Linked DNA regions of Triticum aestivum: regions 1 and 3 are each linked to region 2. A link is a contact called in public Hi-C data. All regions are on one chromosome and are shown on one strand. The core of a region is the stretch at or near the end of the contact, and the rest is flanking DNA. Distances in the headings are between cores, read along the strand shown.

The links. A called contact is a pair of places that touch in the nucleus more often than the background predicts.
Region 1: a contact with region 2 is called in a Hi-C map of leaf, with 4 times the contacts expected there. The contact joins the promoter of LOC123123837 here to the promoter of LOC123091355 in region 2. A contact is called at or near these places in 1 of 5 Hi-C or Micro-C datasets (leaf) and 1 of 1 datasets of contacts at active chromatin or transcription factors (leaf).
Region 3: a Hi-C map of leaf shows a contact between it and region 2, with 4 times the contacts expected there. The contact joins the promoter of LOC123091339 here to the promoter of LOC123091355 in region 2. A contact is called at or near these places in 2 of 5 Hi-C or Micro-C datasets (both in leaf).

Annotation. Positions count from the first base shown.
Region 1 is chr1B:355,707,042-355,710,025 of IWGSC CS RefSeq v2.1, forward strand. LOC123123837 (probable glutathione S-transferase GSTU6) reads right to left here and starts at 1,541. Exons shown (of 1, transcript XM_044544469.1): 1 at 430-1,541. The coding sequence starts at 1,489. The coding sequence ends at 782.
Region 2 is chr1B:355,990,354-355,993,441 of IWGSC CS RefSeq v2.1, forward strand. It overlaps LOC123091355 (glutathione S-transferase U17), which reads left to right and starts at 1,446. Exons shown (of 2, transcript XM_044512851.1): 1 at 1,446-1,852; 2 at 1,983-2,497. The coding sequence starts at 1,517. The coding sequence ends at 2,360.
Region 3 is chr1B:355,672,143-355,675,159 of IWGSC CS RefSeq v2.1, forward strand. It overlaps LOC123091339 (probable glutathione S-transferase GSTU6), which reads right to left and starts at 1,719. Exons shown (of 2, transcript XM_044512830.1): 1 at 1,309-1,719; 2 at 639-1,223. The coding sequence starts at 1,632. The coding sequence ends at 837.

The DNA.
Region 1 (2,984 bases), core at 291-2,790, 280 kb before region 2:
CTTTCATGCCGGCTTTTTTAGGCAGTCACTTAGCAGGTTGAGCCCTCAGCATGTTCTGTTCGTGCTGATTTACTTATAAACATTTTATTTTTATTTGATTGGTGCTCTTTGAAGTATGCAAATTCTGTTTGTGGTTTTTTGTCCAGGTAAGTTCAGGCACACAACAAGGAAGGTTGGAAAAAATAGTCGTTGTGATGGTAAAGAAAATATTATGTTTTTTGTTAATAAATGACTACAAAGTTTAAAAGATTTTTTTGCAAGGAAAATATTTTTTTAAAATTTCGATGAGATGCTTGACAAGACAGGAACAATTAATTAGAGGTGTATCATTAGTACCACACTAAAAATGTTTTAGCGATGTTTCCATGGATCTTGGTTAAGATCAAAGTTTGCATGAACTAAACGTGTTCTGCAGATACAATCATCACAAAAATTGAACATAATTTTGTTATTTCTGCCGTTGCAACGCACGGACATATGTGCTAGTCATATTAACATATAATCTTTCAATGGCAAAATTGAGCAACCTAAAAACCAAAAGACAAACCCCACTAACGTGACAAAGCCAAGGACAGAAATGTAAATGTCCCTTAAAAAACAGAGGAGGAGCTGTCACGACAACCACACAAGTTTTTAAACTGGTAATATCACATACTTGCATATTATGTCGCCATTATTCGAGAAAAAGAAACAGAAACGTGGCCATTTTAGTAATTCCAGCTAACTCCACACTTGGCTATTTTCTCCTTGCATCAGCTGCTCACCAGGCCGCCATGCCGCTTTATTGAGTGCTTGCAGCCGCGGCGGAAAGCCGGGCCTGTATTCCCCCGGCGTACTCAACCACCCTGTCGACGTCCTGGAAGACCGCCTTGGCCGCGTCGAGCTCGCTAATGCGCTCCATCCATGCCGCCAGCAGCGGGGCCCTGCCGGCGTCGATTAACTTGTCGGCGGAGAGCCTCTCGGTGGCGCGCACCCACGGCACCATGCTACCGAGCAGGACGTCGACGTACCCGACACAGTCGCCGCCGAAGAAGCCCTTCCCCTTGGAGCACTCCCTCAGGCCTTCCTCCAGATGACCCACGGCCGCCACCGTCTGCCTCGTCCACTCCGCCCTCTCCTCGTCGGTCGTCACCCTGAACACCTTCCCCCACGGCGCCAGCAGCTTGTCTTCGACGTAGGCGGCCCAGAAGCGCGCGACGGCGCGCTCGTAGGGGTCGGCGGGGAGGAGGGACGGGCCGACGCCGGCGAAGGCCTCGTCGATGTACTGCAGGATGACCTGGGACTCGCAGACGGGCTTGCCGTTGTGGATGAGCACCGGGACCGTCTTGCGCACCGGGTTGGAGCGGAGGAAGAGCTCGCTCTTGTTGGCGAGGTCCTCCTCGACGTACTCGTAGCTCACGCCCTTGAGGCGGAGCGCGAGCTGCACCCTGACCACGTACGGGCTCGCCCACATGCCCAGCAGCTTCAGCTCGTCTCCTGTGTCTGCCATTTTCTCCCGTGGGGTGGGCGTGCCTCAAGGTTCCGTGTGATTCTGTGGTTAGTGTGGAGTGCGGAATATATAAAGGATCGATGCGTCATCCATGATGCTTCAGGCTGTAAGTGGGACGCTCCGCGGGAGGCCCGCGTCCGCCCCACATCTGCCGCGTAGATTAAATGGGATACCCGCCAAAGCCCATATATTATTATGTGAGATATGTGGGTTTAGTGGAATATTCACTTAATTGATGCAGATGTACCTGTTGAAATACGTTCGCATTGTCATCTTGAGGTGGTGAGCTACCATCACTGGTTCCTTGGGAGCTTTAACAGCTCGTGTGCATAATGCGCACGTACAGCCGGCATGCACGGCATGCACGACATGCCTTGGCCTAGTAGTGCTCTAGTGCCGTTGTACTTGCAGCACCAACAAACAACACTATAATTAACTGCCCGTATAATTAACTCTCCAGTAGCAAGACGAATAGAGAGGCAATATTTAAACAGTACAATGCCCACCTAGTCCATACAGACACTTAATTATAGTTCATACAGAAACAGAGAATAGATTATTTGTCATGCAGAGAAACAGAGAGCAGGGACAGTACAACCACTATTCTTAGTCTCTCAAAAGGATCTAGCAGTTAATCATGCAGGAACTTAACATCACACACATAGCAGCAGCGCATACATGCATAAAATTCAGTTAAAACCTCGAGCTTTGTATGGATTGAAAGAGGGGGAAACAGCAGGAATCTTCCTTCTCTTGTCAATTGCAGATTCTCTTCTTGAAACTTTTCCTTCTAGATTCTTGGTTGATGCCTGGGGTAGGCCTCTTCTCGCAGTCCTTTCCAGTGGCGCCGGCAGCAGGAATGCTGAGAGAAGAGAATTATGTGGTGGTGGGAAGAGTTGCGGCTGCGGAGGTACATGGCGGCTCTGGGGCGGCCGGCAGCCGACGGAGATAGACGGCGGTGCTGCAGCGCCCAATGCGGGAATGGAAGATGACGCTCGTGCGGCCATAGAGGAGGTCGACGAAGTCAATAGGTTGGCCATGGAGGAGGTGGACGACGGGTATAGGCCGGCCACGGCGGCGCGGCCATGGCTGGCGGCGAGCCCTAATCCCCGCGGCGTGCCCAGGCTAGTTAGTTAGATAGGTGGGTTCGATGTGGGCATCGTGGGACAACCCACATATTCCACATATCGGGATGTGCTGACCGTGGATGTCCGCGAATGCAAAATAAACGGGCCTTTAAGTGGGCACCGTGGGCGGCCCGTGTCCACTTGCAACCTGAATGATGCTTGTGCCGACGACTTTCCTCCTAAGCATGTGGTCACGCTCTCGTGCATGACCTGTGTTTTCTTGCACAACGGTGCTCAGCCACATTTCGGGAGTTCAATATGTTTTCCGTCGGTACATGATAGCAACGTTGGAACGTTCAATGGGTACTTCAATCTTCATCTGGATTATTAATCCAAGAAAACTTCCAAGCTCTAACCAGGCGCCATCG
Region 2 (3,088 bases), core at 196-2,695:
CAGCAGGGAAGTCCTCCATCCTAAAGGAGAACACTATTACGAGGACGTAGAACTTTATATGCATTAAATCATGTATGGAAACTTGTTCAAAATTGTATATGGTCATCCGATGATATTGAATATATATTGTATATTCCTCTTGAATTCTTTTTGGTTCTAATTTCAAATTTATTTGAAATTGTACATTCATATGCATGTATGTAGTACCGTAGAATATATGAAACTCCTTCAAAATTAAAATAAAGCACAAAAGAAATAAAACAATACAAATTAAACAGAAAACAGGTTTAGGGGGGGGGGCTAAAACCCTAAACCTGCGGCGGCCTTTAGTCGCGGTTGGCCAGAAGAACCGCGACTAAAGGTCCTCCGCCCCGACGGCCACCTGGCGCCCACGTGGACGGGCCTTTAGTCGCGGTTCTTAAGCAACCGCGACTAAAGGGGGGGGGCTTTAGTCGCGCCCGTTCGGTCGCGGTTGCGCAACCGCGACTAATGGCAGTTGCGAACCGCGACCAAAGGCCCTTTTTCCACCAGTGATGCTTGGAAAGTTAAAGTAACTTTGAAAATCAAAGTGTTTATGTGGTTTGTGCATAAGCAAGTTATTTTGACTAAGGATAATTTGGCAAAACGCAATTGGACATGATCTACGAGATGTAGCTTTTGCGACCAACACGAACCAATCAAACACCTCTTTTTTGATTGTCCGCTGGCAAAAATTATGTGGCGGTCGGTTCACATAGCTTTTAACATTACCACCGTACTCTATCAACGCGTTATATGGGGCGTGGCTTGATGGGATAGATTCAGATACAATAAGACATATTCGTGTAGGTGTATGTGCTTTATTATGGGCAGTCTGAAACTGTAGAAATGATCTGGTCTTTAACAGAATAACAAATATTCACCTTTTGCAGGTTATCTTCAGGGCCACTGTGTTGATTCGTATATGGTCGCTACTCACTCCAACGAAGGCCAGGGAGCGTTTAGTTACTGCGTCTACCCAATGGGAGATGGTAGCACGGGATATTTTCAACCGGTTTGAATGGCGGTTATGTAATAGGACAGGCATGTAGTGCTCCTACCTTTTCATGCCAGTCGGTTGTGGCTTTTCTACTACTGATTAGCTCTTCGTGAGCCTTTATTTTGTTCTTTGTTCGAGACTTGGAGACTTATGCTGGACCTTTTGTTTATTAATAATATTGGCCGTATGCATCGTTCTGATGCAGAGGCTGGGGCGAATCCCCCTTTTTGAAAAAACGTGGTCTCGAGAAGGTTACCTGACCACAGAAAATCCGATACACGCTCGCTCCTGTGACGAAAGGGCTCGCATCAAGTCATCAAGAAACGTGCGTCTAGCTCACTGGTACACAAGTCGAGCGACGCACGGCTTCAAACCATGACGCACGCGACGACGTCGAAGCCGTAGTGGCCGATGCTTCAATTCACTTCATATAGACATACCGCCTCAGCTCAGTCCTCACTGCAGAAACACCACACGATCTGAAAAAATCGACAAAACATGTCGTCGGAGAAACAGGAGACGGCGTCGGTGCGCGTGCTGGGCAGGTGGCCGAGCCCGTTCGTGATCCGGGTGCTGATAGCTCTTGGGCTCAAGAGCGTGGACCACGAGCTCGTGGAGGAGGCCGTGGGCAACAAGAGCGAGCTGCTGCTCGCCTCCAACCCCGTGCACAAGAAGATCCCCGTGCTCCTGCACCACGGCAGGCCCGTCTCCGAGTCCCTCATCATCCTCCAGTATGTCGACGAGGCCTGGGCCTCCCAAGCCCCGGCGCTCCTCCCGTCCGATCCCTACGCCCGGGCGGCCGAGCGGTTCTGGGCCCAGTACGTCGACGACAAGGTAAAAAGACAAGGCAATCCAGTTCTGATTTTCGCTTTGAACTTCTCAGTTCTCAGCAACAAAATGATAGTATGAGATTACAAAGCTTTCCCCTAAACAAACGTGTGCTCCCTGTTCAATGGATGCGTAGTTCCCTACGGCGATCCGCGTCCTGAGGGGAAGGCTGGACGGAGACAAGGACGAAGCGGCGGCTCAGGTGTGCGCCGCTCTGCAGCACCTGGAGGTGGCCTTCGCCGACTGCAGCCAAGGGAAGGATTACTTCGGCGGCGACGGCGTGGGTTACCTGGACATTGCTCTGGGGTCGCACCTCGGATGGATCAGGGCGGTAGAGAGGATCGCTGAAATCAGGCTGCTCGACGCGGCCAAGGTTCCTAAGCTGGCCGCCTGGGCGGATCGGTTCTGCGCCCACCCGGCGGTGGCGGACGCCATGCCTGAGGTGGACAGGTTCGTGGAGTTCAGCGTCAAGAATGGCGGCGCTGTGAAGGCGGCTAGTGCTAATTACAAGTGAACGAACTGTGGTGGACACTAGACAGTGCTCGATGGCATAGCAAGAATAAGTAACCTGCTGGCTAAGTAACCTGCTGGCTGTCGGTGTAAACCGTCCTTTTTACACGAAAATGATAAATCCCGAACGTTCGGATTTAAGCATGGCAATCTAAATGTTTTTATGACAACATTAATTCACGTGAGGTTGACAAACATGTTTTAACAACTAAAGTTGTCACCTCGCATCAACTAAACTTGTCATGAAAAAACATTCGGAATTACATGTTTAAAATCCGAAAATCGGGATTTATTGGGGTCTTTTTTATAATGAAGAAAAGAGCTCTTGGTGAAATGCGGCTCAATACTGTTTAGAAATTCTAAATGTTTTTATGGCAACATTAGTTCACGTGAGGTTGACAAACATGTTTTAACAACTGAAGTTGCCACCTCGCATCAACTAGACTTGCCATGAAAAAACATTCGGAATGACATGCTTAAAATCCAAAAATCGGGATTTATTGGGGTCATAATGAAGAAAAGAGCTCTTGGTGAAATGCGGCTCGATATTGTTTAGGAATAACTAGAGGAACTTATGATTAAAAAAAATAACTAGAGGAACATGCTCGCTTTTTTGTATGTTTTGATATTTTTCTTAATACAGTACAAACTTAGACGCTCATGCATACCCACATACACTTACTCCTATGAACGCACACACGCACACCCTACCTCTATAAGCATCTTCGCAAG
Region 3 (3,017 bases), core at 469-2,968, 320 kb before region 2:
CCGGAAACGGCGGCCGGAAACGCCCAGGTGGTGTCGGAGGGGCTGTCGCGGCGAACCTATGCTATTTTTCCGGCGGGGAATGGCTATCTACCGGTGAAGGGCGGCGGGGCGGCGCCGGGATATACCTAGTTGCGGCCGAGAGCGCGGGGGGGGGGGAGAGGCGGTCGGGGAAGAAAATCTTGACTTTTCACCTGACGGCATGGGCCAGCCGCGCTTTTCCCTTGCGCCGGAGCCCCAAACGCCCCCCAACGCGCCGGGTTCGGCCTGCGGCCGCCGGGCGGAGAAAAGGGCCGAACCGGCGCTTTTCGTCGTCCTGGGGGGCGACTGGGCCGTTTTTTTGGCGTCAGCGCCGAGAAAGTCGCCTGAGGGGGGGCCTGTTGGGGGTGCGGCTGGAGATGCTCTTAAGTAGTTGGTGCCTCCGCTCGGTCACACCCACTCCGGGCCTTGGTTCCGCGGGTTGGGCTTCCTTCGCCTCGCGGGTCGGCCCACGCCGAGACCGTATGCTTGACGAGGAGAGGGCGTGGGGTTGTAGTGGGCCTGACATGTTACCTCCCCCGTTGATCGGTAGATACAATTGCATCTACCCACACCCTGTAATATTGTCAGAATTATATCCATGACAAAGAATATACTTATGATTTCACCCGCAAAAAAAAAGAATATACTTATGATTTCTTACAAACGATTTGTTATCCTCTTTGGAGAAGTAGCTACGTGGTGTCAGGAGGGAAACCAGTCCATTCTTTGCATCCTTACAAGACATGACTATAAAGCTGGCCTAAAGAGAAAATTCGCTGTACTTGCTAGCTGGGTCGACAAATTCCACTCTACTTTTGTCACGACAGCAACTGGGCAACCGTGGAACCAGCCCGACGAGACTGAAGCTTCGTCAGGTACTCCACCGCCGTGTCAACGTCCGGCACCACCTCCTTGGCCGTATCAGTCTCCCCAAACTGCTTCACCCACGCGGCCAAGAGCGGAGCCCTACCCACCTCAACGACCACGACGCCGAACATCTTCTGCAGCGCTTCGAACCAGAGCAACTGCGAGCCGACGACGAGGTCGAGGTACCCGACGGAATCGCCGGCGAAGAAGGCCTTTCCCTTCGAGCACTTGCCGAACGCCTCCTCCAATTGGCCGATAGCCGCTAGCGTGTCCTCGACCTTCTCCGCTCTCTCCTCCTCCGTCGCCGCCCACATGATGCCTACCCAGGCCGGCAAGAGCTGCAAGACACCACGACCATGAAACCCGGCTCAAACTCAAACACTACTGTAGGAAAAGTTGGGGCAACAGCACACACGCAAGCACCTTGCTGTCGGCGTAGGCGGCCCAGATGCGAGCGGCGGCGCGATCGTAGGGGTCGGCGGGGAGGATCGAGGGGCCCGTGGCCGCCCAGACCTCGTCGACGTACTGCACGATGGCCAGCGACTCGCAGATGGGTTTGCCGTCGTGGATGAGCACCGGGACCTTCATGTACACCGGGTTGGACTTGCGGAGGAGCTCGCCCTTGGTGAACAGGTCCTGCTCTATGTACTCGTAGCCGATGCCTTTCAGCTGCAGCGCCATGCGTACACGGATGACGAACGGGCTCACCGTCAAGCCGAGCAGCTTCAGACTTCCTTCGGCAGCCATTGTTTCGTTCTCCGTCTGTTTTTCTCCATTTGTCTATCTGTGCAACACTGGCAGACACCGTATTCTTCACGTTTGTATACCCACGTGCGTCACCAGTGACGCGGTTGGCAGTCAAAGTACAGTAGTTAGTCCACCTTTTTTCCATTAGATGACAGTGGCATTATTATTTCCGTTCGGCATTTCAGTCCACCCCGAGATTCTTCTCGCACGCGTGGATGGATTGGCTCTGCAACTTGTTGCCGGCCCTGTCGGTTTGTCCACAGCTCCAGATTACTACTGGGACACCGTGCTCAATATAGACGAATAGACGCGCGCACGGAAAACTCTTGCCGAGAGCCGGGCCGTGAAAAGTGCATGAAGGACCAAGCAGACGGACAGAATACGTGCCAAGAAATTTCTGAAACAAACGACCCAGAGTCAAGACTAAATCTGCAACCCATTAAAATTCAAAAAAAAAAATCTGCAACCCATTGAATTTGTAGTAGTGTAGTAACTGGTTCCGTCTGGAATTAGTTGTCGCTGAAATAAATGTATAAAACGTATTTCAATACTTTACATCCGACTGAGCAACAAGTTATTCCGGGCGGAGGGAGTAGGAAGTACTTCCTTTTGGCCCCCGCGTCGCTCCGCTCGGGGCGACTCGGGTGGCAACGAAAACCCTAGCCGCCGCCCTCCCTTCCCCTCCTCCTCCCCCCTCGCCGCCGCCCGAGGATGCCTCCGGCGAAGCCCGCGTGGTCGCCCAAGACGGTGGCGGCGAGGATCTGGCTGCTTCGCTCCTCGAGGAGGGCTTAGGCCGGCGAGGCAGCGGCCTCGGGTGGTGTGGCGGCGCCGTTTCTGCGGCGAGCGGTGTCGCGGGTGTTGCCCCCCGTCTTCTTGGTCGCGAGGGCGGCGAGTGACGGTGGGCGCTGGCGCCGGTCGCAACGGGGGCGCGGCCCCCCTGTTCGCGCCTGGATCTGAAGGCAGCTTCCACTCCCCCTCAGCGCGCTCCTCCTCGCCGGATCTGGTCGCCGGTGGCCTCTGGACGCCGGATCCGTGGCTGGTGGGGTTGCTTGGAGCTGCGGAACTGGACCGGGAGAAATCCTTGGCTGGTTCTCCGGCCACGGCATCGGCGACACAGGCAGGTGCCGTTTTCCTCCTCGGAGGCTTTGTCGAGGTTCGTTTCCTCTCCCTCCTGCTCCATGACCCGGGTGAAAACCCTTGTCTTCTCAAGACTGGACGGCAACGGCGCAACGTGCGTCGCCACCTTCTTGAAGGTGTCGTCTTGGGCATAGTAGGAGTGTGCAGAGTGCTGTGAGGTGGGTGTCGGGTTGGCTGCGTCAGCAGCGAGGGAGATGAAGCTTGGTGCTCTGTTTATGTAGCAGTGATGCTCTGCTTTGGCTTGCTCG